2 separate regions of the Mus musculus genome follow, and region 2 is linked to region 1. A link is a contact called in public Micro-C data. All regions are on one chromosome and are shown on one strand. Each heading gives the region's core, a stretch centred on a gene start, on an enhancer-like site or on the middle of the called end of the contact. The rest is flanking DNA. Distances are from core to core; before and after follow the strand shown.

Evidence for each region. A called contact is a pair of places that touch in the nucleus more often than the background predicts.
Region 2: a contact with region 1 is called in a Micro-C map of embryonic stem cells, with 2.5 times the contacts expected there. The contact joins the enhancer-like site here to the promoter of Wsb2 in region 1. A contact is called at or near these places in 1 of 39 promoter capture datasets (the 3T3-L1 cell line), 2 of 484 Hi-C or Micro-C datasets (both in embryonic stem cells) and 1 of 115 datasets of contacts at active chromatin or transcription factors (embryonic stem cells).

What each region holds. Positions count from the first base shown.
Region 1 is chr5:117,354,234-117,360,970 of GRCm38.p6, reverse strand. It overlaps Wsb2 (WD repeat and SOCS box-containing 2), which reads right to left and starts at 3,666. Exons shown (of 9, transcript NM_021539.5): 1 at 3,498-3,666. The coding sequence starts at 3,510. It overlaps Gm42012 (a long non-coding RNA gene), which reads left to right and starts at 4,111. Exons shown (of 2, transcript XR_878716.2): 1 at 4,111-4,344; 2 at 5,198-5,481. It overlaps Vsig10 (V-set and immunoglobulin domain containing 10), which reads right to left. Exons shown (of 10, transcript NM_001033311.3): 10 at 5,965-6,737.
Region 2 is chr5:118,035,158-118,041,894 of GRCm38.p6, reverse strand. The region is part of intron 1 of Tesc (tescalcin); the gene reads right to left. Among named protein-coding and RNA genes, the nearest start is that of Tesc, 11 kb to the right of the region's middle. Within about 2 kb of position 3,939, at least 156 of the 459 cell types and tissues checked have an H3K27ac peak or open chromatin away from gene starts, as enhancers often do. A contact at or near this core is called in embryonic stem cells, where this site is marked.

The sequences.
Region 1 (6,737 bases), core at 2,417-4,916:
GCTGCACCTTATCTTCATTGTGTCTGCCTCAAAGGACTCCTCCCTCCAGGCAGTAATCAAGGGCCTTCACAACTCCTCATTAATTCCTTTCTAGAACTCCTGACTACTGAGGTCATTACCACTCCCCCACCCCCACCCCCCCCTCCGGCCTCACCCCCGGCCCCGCCCCAGGCACTAGGAGGTCTGCTCACAGCAGCAAATCTTGTCTGTTTGTTCCCAAAGCAAGCGGTCAGGCTACCAAGAGATACTCGTGACAGACATGCAATACCTCTTAAATACACAGGAAGTGGAGCCCATTGGACTACCAAGATGCATGTGGCATCCACTGTTCATTTGGAATTCTCAAACCCTAGCCCTGCCCAGAATTCACACTCTATTTCTGGGGTCTGGGGGGTTTCATCTTTTGCTATTTCAGGTCAGGAATCTAGATTCTAAAAGAAGACACCAGTCTCCTGGAGTCTGGGCCCAAACTAAACTTGGCAACTGGAAAACAAAACTGTAATTCGTACAGCACTTCCAAACAAACCAAGCAGAACTGGGAGGATCCAGCTTCATCTGAGACAGTACCTGCATGGCCCGCCGCGGCTGGGTCAGGACTTTGGTAAATTAATACGCCCCGCATACTTTCTGGACACCACGTGACGTACGGATAAGTGGGAAAGCCAACATACAGGGAGAGGAGGGCTCAATTAAGCTAATGAGCGTACGCACCCCTTCACATTCTCCGCATTTTTCTCGGGGAGGACTCTCTTAAAAACCTGTCAGCAGTTTCCAAGTACCTAACTGTTATTAACTGTAGTCACTGTCCTAGCTAAAGGAGATTCTGTAACCTTTGACCGACATTTCCCTAACCCTTCCAGGTTTCCCAACTAAACAAGGGATGTGTACAACAGGCAGAACGGGAGGAGGATTATCAAAGCCTCTTCCACACAAGGAAAGCCCCTTTAACAGAGGTGGAGGCAGGAGCATGGCTGGCAGCAAGCTTGGTAATCCTTCCTCCTGCCGAGGGATCTTTGCATTGCTAGGCTGAGCTGTCAGCTTGGAGAGATTTGTTTGGATGGTTGGTTGGTTTTGGTGGCTGGAGAGACTGCCCAGCCGTGGGTGCTGGGAACCAAACTCTCATATTTTTTGGCTGTGAGCCTAGCTTTTAATGGCTGAACTCTGGTCTCTCCAGGCCAGCTTGGAGAGTTTTGACTGGCTGCTCCATCATAATAATCAGCGCTCTGTGTCCATGTCACCTTCTTGGTGACATTGCTAACTCAGCAGGGTGACTAAGTCGCTGTCCTTTAGCTTTAGTCATTTAGCTTTCTTTACACTAGGGAATTCTGGGTTGAGTTTGTGGTTAGCATGCATCTGGGGTCTATTTCCTCCTCAAACCACCTTGCCTGTCTGTCACTAGTCACCAGCCATAAGCAGTTACTGAACCCCTGAACTGTGGAAGTCTATTAAGACTATAATACGGGGCTGGAGAGATGGCTCAGTGGTTAAGAGCACTGACTGCTCTTCCGGAGGTCCTGAGTTCAATTCCCAGCACCCACCCACATGGTGGCTCACAACCATCTGTAATGGGATTGGATGTCCTCTTCTGGTGTGTCTGAAGACAGCTAGAGTGTACTCACATGCATGAAATAAACAAATCAATCTTTAAGAATATAATACATGGAACTGGAGAGATGGCTCAGCAGTTAAAAGCACTCGTTACTCTAGCAGAGGAACCTGCGCTGGATTTCCAGTACCCAAATGGTAGCTCACAATTGTCTGTAACTCCTGTTTCGAGGGATCTGATGCCTTCTTCTGGCCTCTGCAGGCACCAGGTGCATGCATTGTGCAGACATCCATGCAGGCAAAACACACACATAAAATATAAAAAAGTAAATCTAAGAATAGTTTTTAAAAATTATAAAGCACACACCACACTGTAAAGCCTTAGCGGTAACGATGGCTCAGCTGTTACAGCTGCATAGGAGCCGCTTTGCTGTTCCATCCCCAGAACCACCTGGAGGCTCACAACTCTTTGTAACTTGGTACAAAGGCTCCGACGCCCTCTTCTGGCCCCCTCAGGCACTGCACGCAGCACGTGGTGCAGACAAACTGGCAGTTAAAACGCCCACACAGAAAAATTCTTCCGTCTCCAAAACATTCCTATAATTTTTGTTTCATGGCATAAATTAAACTTGAAATATTTTAGATACGTTATCCTTTTTAATTTCAACTGTTGCCTTTTTTTAATGTGTCTACGTTTAAATTACATATTGCTATTATATTACTCTGGGCCAGCAAGGACCCAGAGGGTGCCCGGCACATACCAGATAATAAATATTTGTTGAATGAATAAATTAATTGTAACCACCGTTCTACTGTTTTCTACTGTAATCCTTTTACAATAGACATTATTCAGTTTGAAAAGAGAGTAAAACTCTGGCCTAGTGTCTGGCCTTTTTAACAGTAGCTTGGTAGCTCCCAACAGCTCTGCCCACCGCCTACCACACAGACGTCAATCACTAGGGAAAAACTCTGCACTGGAAAAGATTCCGGTTTAAAAAAAAAGTGTGTGTGTGGGGGGGGGGAGGTGGTCTGGTCACAGATTGCTTTGAGATACAACTTTGAGGCATCAATGGAAACGAAAACGGAAGCTATAAAAAGAGTCACAGAAGAAAACAGTAGGGGCCATTTAAACAGAATTCTATAGGGAAGATACTGAAAGGTTTTAATCTAGATGGAAACCCGGGAGAGGAGCTGCCGCGACACCTTTCCCTGAAAGCCTGGCTCCTGCAAACAAAGAAATGTCATTTCCTAAATGCAAAGGGGACACCACCCCAGGGAACACCTGCCTTTCCAACAACCCCATCCGGCCCTGCCAGCCCTCTGGTGCATCCGAGTCCTCCAGACCTGGGTGAAGCTTCAACTTCACCGGAACAAGTCTGAGCCCTAGGCCTTGACTCTTAAAATCCCCCTACGGAATCTGTCTTTCAGCTCCGGTATTTGGGGACCCTGGAGTGTGGCGACAGCCCCCTCCCCCAGGTCCCCAACCCACGCTACTATTCCGTGATCAGGACGCTGGGACAAGAGCCCTCCAGGGAGAAGCCCCGAGGGGCTGCAGGTCTAGCCATCCCTAGCATCTCTGCGCTTTTCCAGGCGGCCAGCAAGTTCATCCCGTGCTCTCACTTTGAGCTTTCGTGGTGACAGCTGTGGACCTCACCCACTAGGGTGTCGGGACCTACGTGTCACCCCGGGGCAGTGTCCGGGGCCCCACCCCGTTCCCAGGCACCCACCCAGCGGCCGCAGCTACTACCGAGCCGCGATGGGCGCTGAGGCCAGAAGCCCGGCCATGGCGCAGGCGACCCGGGGACTCTGGAGCCATCCCAGTCCAGTGGGCTCGCTCAGGGACGGCGGCCGGTCCCCGCGGTGGCAGGAGGCCGGCTGCCGCAGCTGACAGCGAAAGTGAAACAAAGCTGCCCTCCCCGCCTCGGTCGCCGCCCCGCCGCGGCCGCACTCACCTCCGGCCTCCATGAGGACGCGCGGCCCGCCCCAGGCGGCGGGCGCCTCAGCCCCCAGGGCCGTGGGCCTTCATTCCGCGCCCGCCCCGCCGCGGCCGCGCCCGCCGCCGCCACCACCGCCGCCAATGCCGCCGCCGCTGCCGCCCGCAGAGGCCATCAGCTGCTTCCCGTCACATGGCGGCCGGCGGGGGCGGGGCCGGGGCCGGGGCGGAGAGCTCGCAGGGGAAACGCTGGGGATGCGGGGGCGGAGGCGGAGTGGGCGGCGGGCGCGGGACGCGGAGCTTCGAGGGGGACGCCGAGCTGTGGGGACGGAGGCGGGAGGCGGGGGGCGGGGAGCGGGGGGGGGGAGGGAACGCCGGACTAAAGGGACGCGGAGCCCGGAGGAAGCGGGGCTAAGGGGACCCGAGGTGGGGGGGAACACTGGGCAGAGCAGACAGAGAAGGGGGCAGGGGAGCCCCGGGCAGGATGGGGTTGGGGGTCTCCGAGAGCATCCAAAGTGGAAACCTAAAATTGGAGCGAGTAGAGATGGGGGTGGGGCGGGCAAGGGCTGGGGGTGTCGTGGAGAAACCTAAGGGACTGCTCGCTCGCTCGAGGCTCAGGGAAGCTGCCCGGGTCATGATGCTGGCTGGGGGGCAGGGAACTGGGGATCCCAGCGGGAGCTGAAATGCTGGCCTTGACAACGGCCCCAGCGGGAGGGATGCTGGGAAAGCCAAGGGGGAGGAACTAAGGGGAGAGGAGGTCAAGGTTAACCCCCACACACCCCGAGATTTCCCTCTTCGTGTCCTCAGATGCTAGTGCCTCGGGTCCTGGTCCTGTTTGTGTCGGGTGGATTTAACTTGGAGCCAGGGTAGGAGAAAAGGGGTTTTAAGTAGTTCCTGTAGTTGTTCCTTGGCTTTGGACTTTCTCATGGGCTCTGTAATCCCCTGGTAGTGTCCTGTCACCACCCCACCCACCACCCACACTCAAGGTCGCTCCAGTCCCTTTTCCTGTTTCCAGCCTGGACTTTTTTTTCTCCAAGTTCAATGTCCCCATTTCCTTCCCTTTTGAGTCATAGATCTCTTTGTAATGTGGAGCCAGGGAAGGAAAAGTGATGGGTTTAAGTCTGCTCTCCCATGTTTTTTGAGCTGGAACGGTAGGAACCTTGCTTCTACATTCTTGCTTTGTATGCGTCTCTCTTCCACTTAGCGTTTAGTCCAGGCACACTATTCATGACCCAGTTCTCAGGTCTCCTAGAAGATACCCGCGGTTTATCAGTTGTCTGTTTTGAGGACACACACACACACACACACACACACACGTTTTCTACCTCCCTGTCCCCTTTCTCGTTCTTCATTCTTACTTAACAGCCTCCCTTAACACACTCGATATCTAAAGGCATTTTTTTTTAATGGCTTGTTCCTCACCCTTACTCAGCCCCGGGGTTCCCGTTTTATTTCTGATGTCCTTCCTGATCGCCTTAGATCCCAATTCTATTCTCCAGACTTAACTTTCCACTATTTCCCAGTTCTTTTTAACGTGTCATGTTTCCCCCATCTCTACCATTTTCTCATCAGTGTTCTTTGTGAATATATTGTGGAGGCCAACGGTATTGTCCCTAGTATGTCACCACTAGGGGTGTGTGTGTACATGTGTGTGTGTGTGTGTATACATGTGTGCATACTTGTGTGGGAGGGGTGGTTTTGCCTGCACATACTTTCCAGGTCTCCAAAGAAAACAGAAGAGGACATGGGATTCCCTGGAACTGATGGACAAATGATGTGAGCGGTCCTGTGGGCAATGGAAATTGAGCTCAGTCCTCTGCAGAGCTGCCAGCGCTATCACCGAGCCATCCATCCCTCCAGCTCCTCCTTCCTGTGCTTCATTTCCCAAATGCCATTTCCTGCTGTCTTTAGGGTCTCATTTTTAATGGTTTGGTTTGTTTCTATTTTAAGGCACTGGAGACTGAACCCATGCATAGTTAAATAAACACTCTATTGGTGAGCTACGTCCTTTACTGTACTTAGGCATTCAGCGTGCACAAGTCAAGTGGTAACGGGGACAAAAGAAAACCACCTTTACAGCTCTTTTCTTCCAAATGGCTCTTTAAATGCCCGTTTACGTATCTTCTGTTTGTGTGTGTGTGTGTGTGTGTGCGCGCGCGAGCGCAGCTAGTTGAGAGATCCCGTGGCATGTATGTGGACACCAGGGCACAACTTGTGGGAATATGTTCTCACCTACCATGTGGGTTCCAGAGATTGAATTTAGGCTTGGAAATAAATACCTTTACAGGTTGAGTCACCTGGCTGGCTAGCTAGCTAGTTAGCGCTGATGTTTCTTTAGACAAGGTCTCTTTCTGTAGCCTGGGCTGCACTCAGTCAATCCCACACAGTCCTGCCTCAGCTTCCCAAGTGCAGGGATTACAGGCATGAGTCTGAACCCCCACTCTTTACACCCACTGGGGAGGCATAAATCAAGACCATAGAAATGTATGTTTTTTAAAAAGTAACTTTATTCCAAAGTCTTAAAAATGTATAACCTTAGAACTAATTTCTCCCAATTTTTTTCCTACGAAATGGTAAGGTCAACCACGTTGACCCATCTGCAGTTTTTCTTTGCAGTAGCTGGTAGCCAGTTCTGTGGTGAGAAGTTTGATTGCTGTACCCAGTGAGGAGGATACCTTCTATATCTTTTGAGTTTGAGGCCAGCCTGGTCTACAGAGTGAGTTCCAGGTCAGCCAGGGCTACACAGAGAAACCCTGTCTCGGAAAAACAAAAAAACAACAACCATGAAGTGGTTTTCTTCCCAGTTCTAACAAGTGGAGTTCATCAGTTAACTAATACATGCAGATAAGAATTATTTTTTTAAAGACCAATGCACAAATTGTACTTTGGCATTTAACACATATGCCTTGAGATCTGGGTATGGATGGCATCAACGGAAAGAAGGGATGTGGGCTCCAGTTTTTAACAAAGCCTTAAAACAAAGCCCTTGGTGCCTGGGCTCCAAACTGAACTGCCCCTTTATAAATGTGCACACAGGCTGATAAAATAGACAGTGGTAACTGGCCAGGGCTTGAGAACAGCGGTCGGCACCAAGCCCTTGAAGCTCTCATTTGCTAGTGGAAAAAACCCTCAAGTATTTCCTACCGCCAGGTGTGCACATAAGAGGAAGTTACGGGAAGCACCGAGTGATCTCACCAAACATTCACCATGTTCCCAGATAGCCGCTTCCCCTCTAACTTCTCTTTTAAAGTTGCCTCTG
Region 2 (6,737 bases), core at 2,690-5,189, 680 kb before region 1:
TCAAACTAACTCTGGCAATCTGTTCTAATCTTCTGGCTCCTCCTTACTCTCTGGCTCTTTCTGTCTTCACCTATGCCTTAGTTAGGGTTTTCATTGTTGTACACAGACACCATGACCAAGGCAACGCTTTTTTTTGTTTTTTGTTTTTGTTTGTTTTTGTTTTGTTTTGTTTTGTTTTTCGAGACAGGGTTTCTCTGCGTAGCCCTGGCTGTCCTGGAACTCACTCTGTAGACCAGACTGGCCTCGAACTCAGAAATCTGCCTGCCTCTGCCTCTCGAGTGCTGGGATTAAAGGCATGTGCCACCATGCACGGCTCCAAGGCAACTCTTATAAGCACAACATTTAATTGGGGCTGGCTTACAGGTTCAGAGGTTCAGTCCATTATAATCAAGGCGGGAGCATCCAGTCAGGCATGGTGCAGGAGGAGCTGAGAGTTTTTCATCTTCATCTGAAGGCTGCTAGCAGAAGACTGGTTTCCAGGCAGCTAGGATGAGGGTCTTAAAGTCCACTCCCTAAGCTAAGCATATACAAACCATCACAACCTACAACCTGTCTCTGTAAAACTATCCCTGTAAAACTGCCTTCTATTCCCCCCAACTTACTCCCTCCCTCCCTCCCTCCCTCCCTCCCTCCCTTCTGTCCTGCTGCAGTTTTTCAGTAGCCTCTCTTTCCTGTGCTGTTCTCCTGAGAGTTGGGCGTATCCTATCTGACTCATTCTGTCAAATCTTTCTCTGACCCATCACGTTGTCTGCCTCTCAGTTAGACACCACTTTCAAACATGGCTGCTTCCTTCTCTAAGCTAACATTACCTTCATTGTTTGGGATTAAAGGTGTGTGCTAAGGGTTTGTCTGTATTCCAGCCAGAGGGGTTAAAGGTGTGTCTGTATTCTAATTCTAAGGGATTAAATAAAGGGCAAGTCTGTATTCCAGACAGATCACACAGACCTAGGTGGTCTTTGGGTGTGATCTCTTGCCAGAACACCATGCTGCTGAATTAAAATTCCTCTATACAGGGTCTCACTATGTAACTCACTCTGTAGACCAGGCTGGCCTCAAACTCACAGAGATCTCTCTGCCTCTGCCTCTGCCTCTCGAGTGCTGGGTTCAAAGGTATGGCCACCATGTCCGTGCTTCTGATAAGTGGTAAATTGTGCTTCCTGGTGTTTGTAATAATACTTGACCCACGTCCAGGTGAAATTAATTTAGGATTATATTTTCTTTTTTTTTTAAAGATAGTTTTAGATTTATTTATTTTATATGAGTACACTATATCTGTCTTCAGGCACACCAGAAGAGGGCATCAGATCCCATTACAGATGGTTGTGAGTCACCATGTGGTTGCTGGGAATTGAACTCAGGACCTCTGGAAGAGCAATCAGTGCTCTTAACCACTGAGCCATCTCTCCAGCCCATGGATTATATTTCCTTTAGTTCACGTTGTCTAAAATACTACCAAGTCAACATGTAACCCACATAGTGTCATGAGGAGAGGCCTTAGGAGACCATGTGAATTCTGCACTTCACATTTCTCTGGAAAGAGTGATGGTGAAAGGAAATAAAACTGTAATTCATGTAATGTATGTTAAATAGCCCAAAGAGTTGTTTCTGAGCTTTGAAACCTGGGGCTGAGAACATAGCAGAACAGACCAGGACATGCCCGGGCAAGCCCATCGCCTCCCTAGCTCCCACCCCTCTGACCTAAGTTAAATGTTACAGGCTGCTGATGTTTAAATGGACCAATCATGTGAAACCGCGCCAATTCCTCCCCCAGCCCCACTCCTTTTCTATAAAAACCCCTAGCTTCCAAGCCTCGTGGTCGAATCCACTGTCTCCTGTTATGTGAGATACGTTTCGACCCGGAGCTCTGCCATTAAAAAACCTCTTGTTGTTACATCAAGGTGTTGTGTTCTATTCGTGATTCTTGGGTGCACGCCGAATCGGGAGCTGAGTGGGGGTTTCCCCACTGAGTTCTTTCAATGGGAAGCCATGGGGGTGGGGTGGAGGGTATGTCTGATGGAGATCCCTGCAGCCTGAGACATGAAGCAAGTGGTGGGGTGGGGCAGCTGGGGGAGATGGGGGGGGGCGGGGTAGGGGGAGTTTGGCTGACTTCATCCATTAGGATGCGTTTTAGAGTCTTCACCTTCAGGGAACAGGCCTCCTGGCAAGATGGAGTATAGATCCAGAGAGGGCCAGGAATTGGGGGAGCCAGCAGGTGCAGCCGGCCTGAAGAGAAGCAAAGGGCTGGGCATCGAGAGGCAAGTGGGCCAGAGGGGCCTAACCCTGCTCTCCTTGGGGGCTCCCCAAGCTTCCCTACCCCCTGCTGTGCCCAGCAGCCACTACAACCTGAATACGGATGCTTGGCTCAACCAAGTAGGACCTTAGCATCCCACAGACCCCGCCAGGACTCTCCAGACAGGGGACTCGCCATGTATACAGACATCAGCCCGTGCCCAGGCCAGCAGCAGGGAGAGGCGGCTTTGCACCCCTCCTTAAGCAGGCGTCTGCCTCTGCCGATCTACTGACGCTGCCACCTCCTCTGAGAAAACAATAACACTTCCCACCTCCTGGGAAGTGGCTCCCATGGCGACGAGCCATCTCCAACACTATTCACAGCTCTCCAAGGTGGCAACAGCCAAGTCGCCTGTGGACAACTGTATGAGAGGAGAAGAAGTACATGGGCATACTCTCTTGTTCCCAATCAAGAGAGGCTGTGGGGACCCTCACTGGCACACAGGGTGTTGACAATGTCATAGCCAGCACCAAAGCCACCTGGTCCACAAGTCTATATGTCAAGCGACATACCAGGTGACTCCATGGGAATGGAAAAAGACTCTTGCTGGGCAAGGTCCGGGAGGAGAGGGTAAAAATGGATAATGGGTGGGTACAGGGTTTAATTGGGGGTGATGGAATGATCTGGAAACAGAGATGGTGGTTTAGAACTCTAAATGCATTGAACCCAACCGAGTCGTTCACTTCACAGTAATTAAAATGGTGAGTGTGTATGTGTGTGCTTATGTGTGTATGTGTGTTTATATGTGTAAGTGTATGTATGTGTGTGTTTATGTGTGTATGTGTATATGTATTATACATGTGTCTGCTTATGTGTGTATTGCGTGTATATGTGTGTACAAGTGTGTTAGTGAGTGTATGTGTTAGTGAGTGTATGTGTATGTATGTATGTGTATGACTGTGTGTGTACAAGTGTGTATGTGTGTTATGTGTGTGTTTAAGTGTGTACATGTGTGTGTAGAAGTGTGTTATGTGAGTATGTATGTGTGTATATGTGTGTGAGTGTATGTGTTTGTGCATGTGTGTACATGTGTTTGTTATGTGTGTGTATGTATGTGTGAGTGAGTGTATGAGTGTATGTATGTATGTATGTGTATGAGTATATGTGTGTGTGCATGTGTGTACATGTGTGTTTATGTGTGTACACTTGTGTTTTACATGGGGGCCTGTGGAAGGGGTGAGGTCAACATCTGGTGTTTTCCTCTGCCACTCTCAAGCTTGGTTTTTGAGCCAGGGTCCCTCAGGGCACCTGCTTCACAGATTCAGCCTGCTAGCAGATTGGCCACAGAGCCCCAGGGCTCCTCCCGATTCTGCATCCCCAGTGCTGGGAATAAAGTACCAGGGAGCGCGAACTTGGATCCTCACAGGTGGCACTTTACCGACTGGGCCACTTCCCTGTCCTAAAATGGTAAATTTTATGTCACATGAACTTTGGCTTCAATTGAAAAGACAAATAAACAACAACAACAAAATCAGTGACTACTTAGCTGGATGGAGAAACCACAGCCGTTAGCCTGGCTGTGACTGGCTTGCTGCATGCCCTAGGCAACCCCAATCTTCAGGGCTGTTCGGCTGGCTCTGAGCTCCACAGGGAGGCCACCTGGGGCTCCAGACACAGCAGTGACTAATTCGTGGCTAGGGAGGGAGGGAGGGAGGCTGGGCTTCCGGGAGCCTCCTCGCAGGGGATCCTGGGCCAGCTGCCCTCTCTCGTGAGCACCCCTCCTCCACCTGCTGCCTTGGCAGCTTCAGCCCTGATACCCACTCACCCTGCTGCCATGGACTTTACAATCTACCCAGGATGCACCTGGCCTCTTTGAAGTGTTTTGTTTGGTTTGGTTTGGTTTTTTTTTTGTTTGTTTTTTTGTTTTTTTTCAAATTCAACCTGGAGCACAGACCCTCGGACCCTCTTCACACAGACTTCAGGCCGGTGCAAAAACCGGCCCCGAGGCAGAAATGGTCCAGCCCAACATCTCTGACACATCATCTACTGTCACCTGGGGCACCAAGGGTCCTGCTGGGGACACTGTGGGCTGTTTCTGTACAGAACACATCCTTGGGGGTGGGGATGGGGGTGGGTGGGGTAAACATGACGGGTGGATTGCCTTCCCCCTGCCACACATCCTGAGAGCTGAGCAATTCAGGGAGCTCTAAGAGTGGGAGCGCGCAGCTCTGAGCGCCACAGTTGGAGCGCACCGTCTTCCTCCATCTTTACTCTGCACTTTACATTCTCCTTATAGCTGGAATAGAGAGAGTGACAGCCTGCCTCCAGCGGGAGCTGAGCCAGGGCTGGGCAGGCAGCACACACCACTTGACTGTTGAGACAGGATCAGAGAGGCAGTGTGGCTCCCCGAGGGTCACACAGCTCTGGAAGGGTTGCTTCATTCCTGCCATGTGCTGGGGGCGGTGGGGGGGGGGCCACATTCCATTTCTGCATCACAGTGGAGCCGTTCAGAAGGGCGGGGTCCAGCTCCATCTAAGCAGACATTTCAGAAAGTGGGCGTGATGCAGCAGCATCCAGGAGACAGCTCAGCCTCGCCCTCAGAACTCTTCGCAGCCAACATATCTGAGGCTGAATCAAGAGGCAGGAACTTAACCTCACGTGCAACCGCAACCAGAATGAAATCAGAGAACCTGGCCGGGCTTCTGAGAGCTAGCACGGGCTCCACCTGGCACTCTAAACACGCGGCCGCTGGAGAAACCCAGCAGCCACCTCAATAACCTGCTAAGCTCAGAAGGCAGAGCTTTCCCTGAACAGGGAAGGCCTAGGTGAACACACCTGTAAATCCAGCATTTAGGAGGCAGAGGCGGGAGGATCTCCAGTAGGACAGCTCGGGGTGCGGGACAAGACCCTGTCCGGGGGAGGGAGGAGGTCACATCTATTTGCCAGAAGCAACCAGGGACTGAGACCCCCACGAGGTGATGAGCTGAAGTTGCCAGACAGTGTTAAAATGGCCACAGCACTGATGACAATAATGGCGGACCCACCTGGCCTTGGGTCTGGGTAAGCTTAAGGGCCCCACAGAACACTGAAGTGAAAAGGATAGCCATTCATTTCCAGGGGGTCAGAGGACAAGGTTTCTGCCATCCTGGAGAGTGAAGGAGGTCCCACCTCTGCTGGGAGAAGAGTGAAGAGGGAAGCTTTCCACTAAACCTCCCCACCTCAGCCCCAAACTGGCAGAACCCTGGGATACTTAACACAAAAAGTGCAGAGCACCCTGGAAATCACTACCGTGGCTCAGGACAAACAGGAGCCCTGTGTGAGGGAGGGACAGCCTCCGGCAGGAGTTGAACTCACACATCACATCAGGCCAAATCACACAGATCAAAGCAGGATATTTGAACACTACAGCATGAGCATAATTGTATGCAATTAGAATTTTAAAACTTTAGCTGGCATCTTAGGGGTTTCTACTGCTGCGATGAGACACCCTGACCAAAGAAAGCAATGTGGAGAGGAAAGGGCTTATTTGGCTTACACTTCCTTCCAAATCACTGTTCATCGCCAGGAACTCAAACAGGGCAGGAACCTGGAGTCAGGAGCTGAAGCAGAGACCACGGAGGAAGCTGCTTACTGGCTTGTTTCTCATGGCTTGCTCAGCCTGTTTTCTTACAGCAAGACTACCAGACCAGGCTCCACCCACAATGGGTGGGGCCCTCCAACGTCAATCACTAATTAAGAAAATGTCTTACTGCAGGATCTCTTGGAGGACTCTGGTTTGTATCAAGTTGATATAAAATCAGCCAGCATAATGAATAAAGGTTGCAACTTAGCTGGAGAGAAAATTAGTGATTTGAAAGGCAAGCCTGAGGAAATGATGCTGGGTGTGGCTCAGAGCAATGAAGAAAACAAGAAAGAAAGGTCAAGAGGTGTTCAGAAGACAGCAAGAAGGTCCAACATATTTGTAACAGGAACCACTGAGAGGTAAGATCACTCACACTCACAGGGAAGCAATAACTTTTGTGATAGAAGACATGAATCCTTTTTAGAAAGGAACAGCATAATCCATTCCCAGGCATGATCATATAAAAAAAAAAAACACTGATACAAAATTTTAAAACAGAGGGAAAATAGGTTTCAACAACAACAATAAAAACCCATTAGGGGCTGGCGAGATGGCTCAGTGGGTAAGAGCATCCGACTGCTCTCCCAAAGGTCCAGAGTTCAAATCCCAGCAACCACATGGTGGCTCACAACCATCCGTAACAAGACTTGGTGTCCTCTTCTGGAGTGTCTGAAGACAGCTACAGTATACTTACATATAATAAAGTGTTCATTTATATAAAAAAAAAAAACCATTAGACAAAACCTCATTTATCAACAGTAATCCAAAACAGAACAGAACTCTGGGAGCAGGGGATCACCTAGCAAGCTAAAATTTTATACCCAGCCCAATGTTCAATCGTAGACACCAGCAGAAGAGAGTTCAGTTTATAATTCACAGACCCTT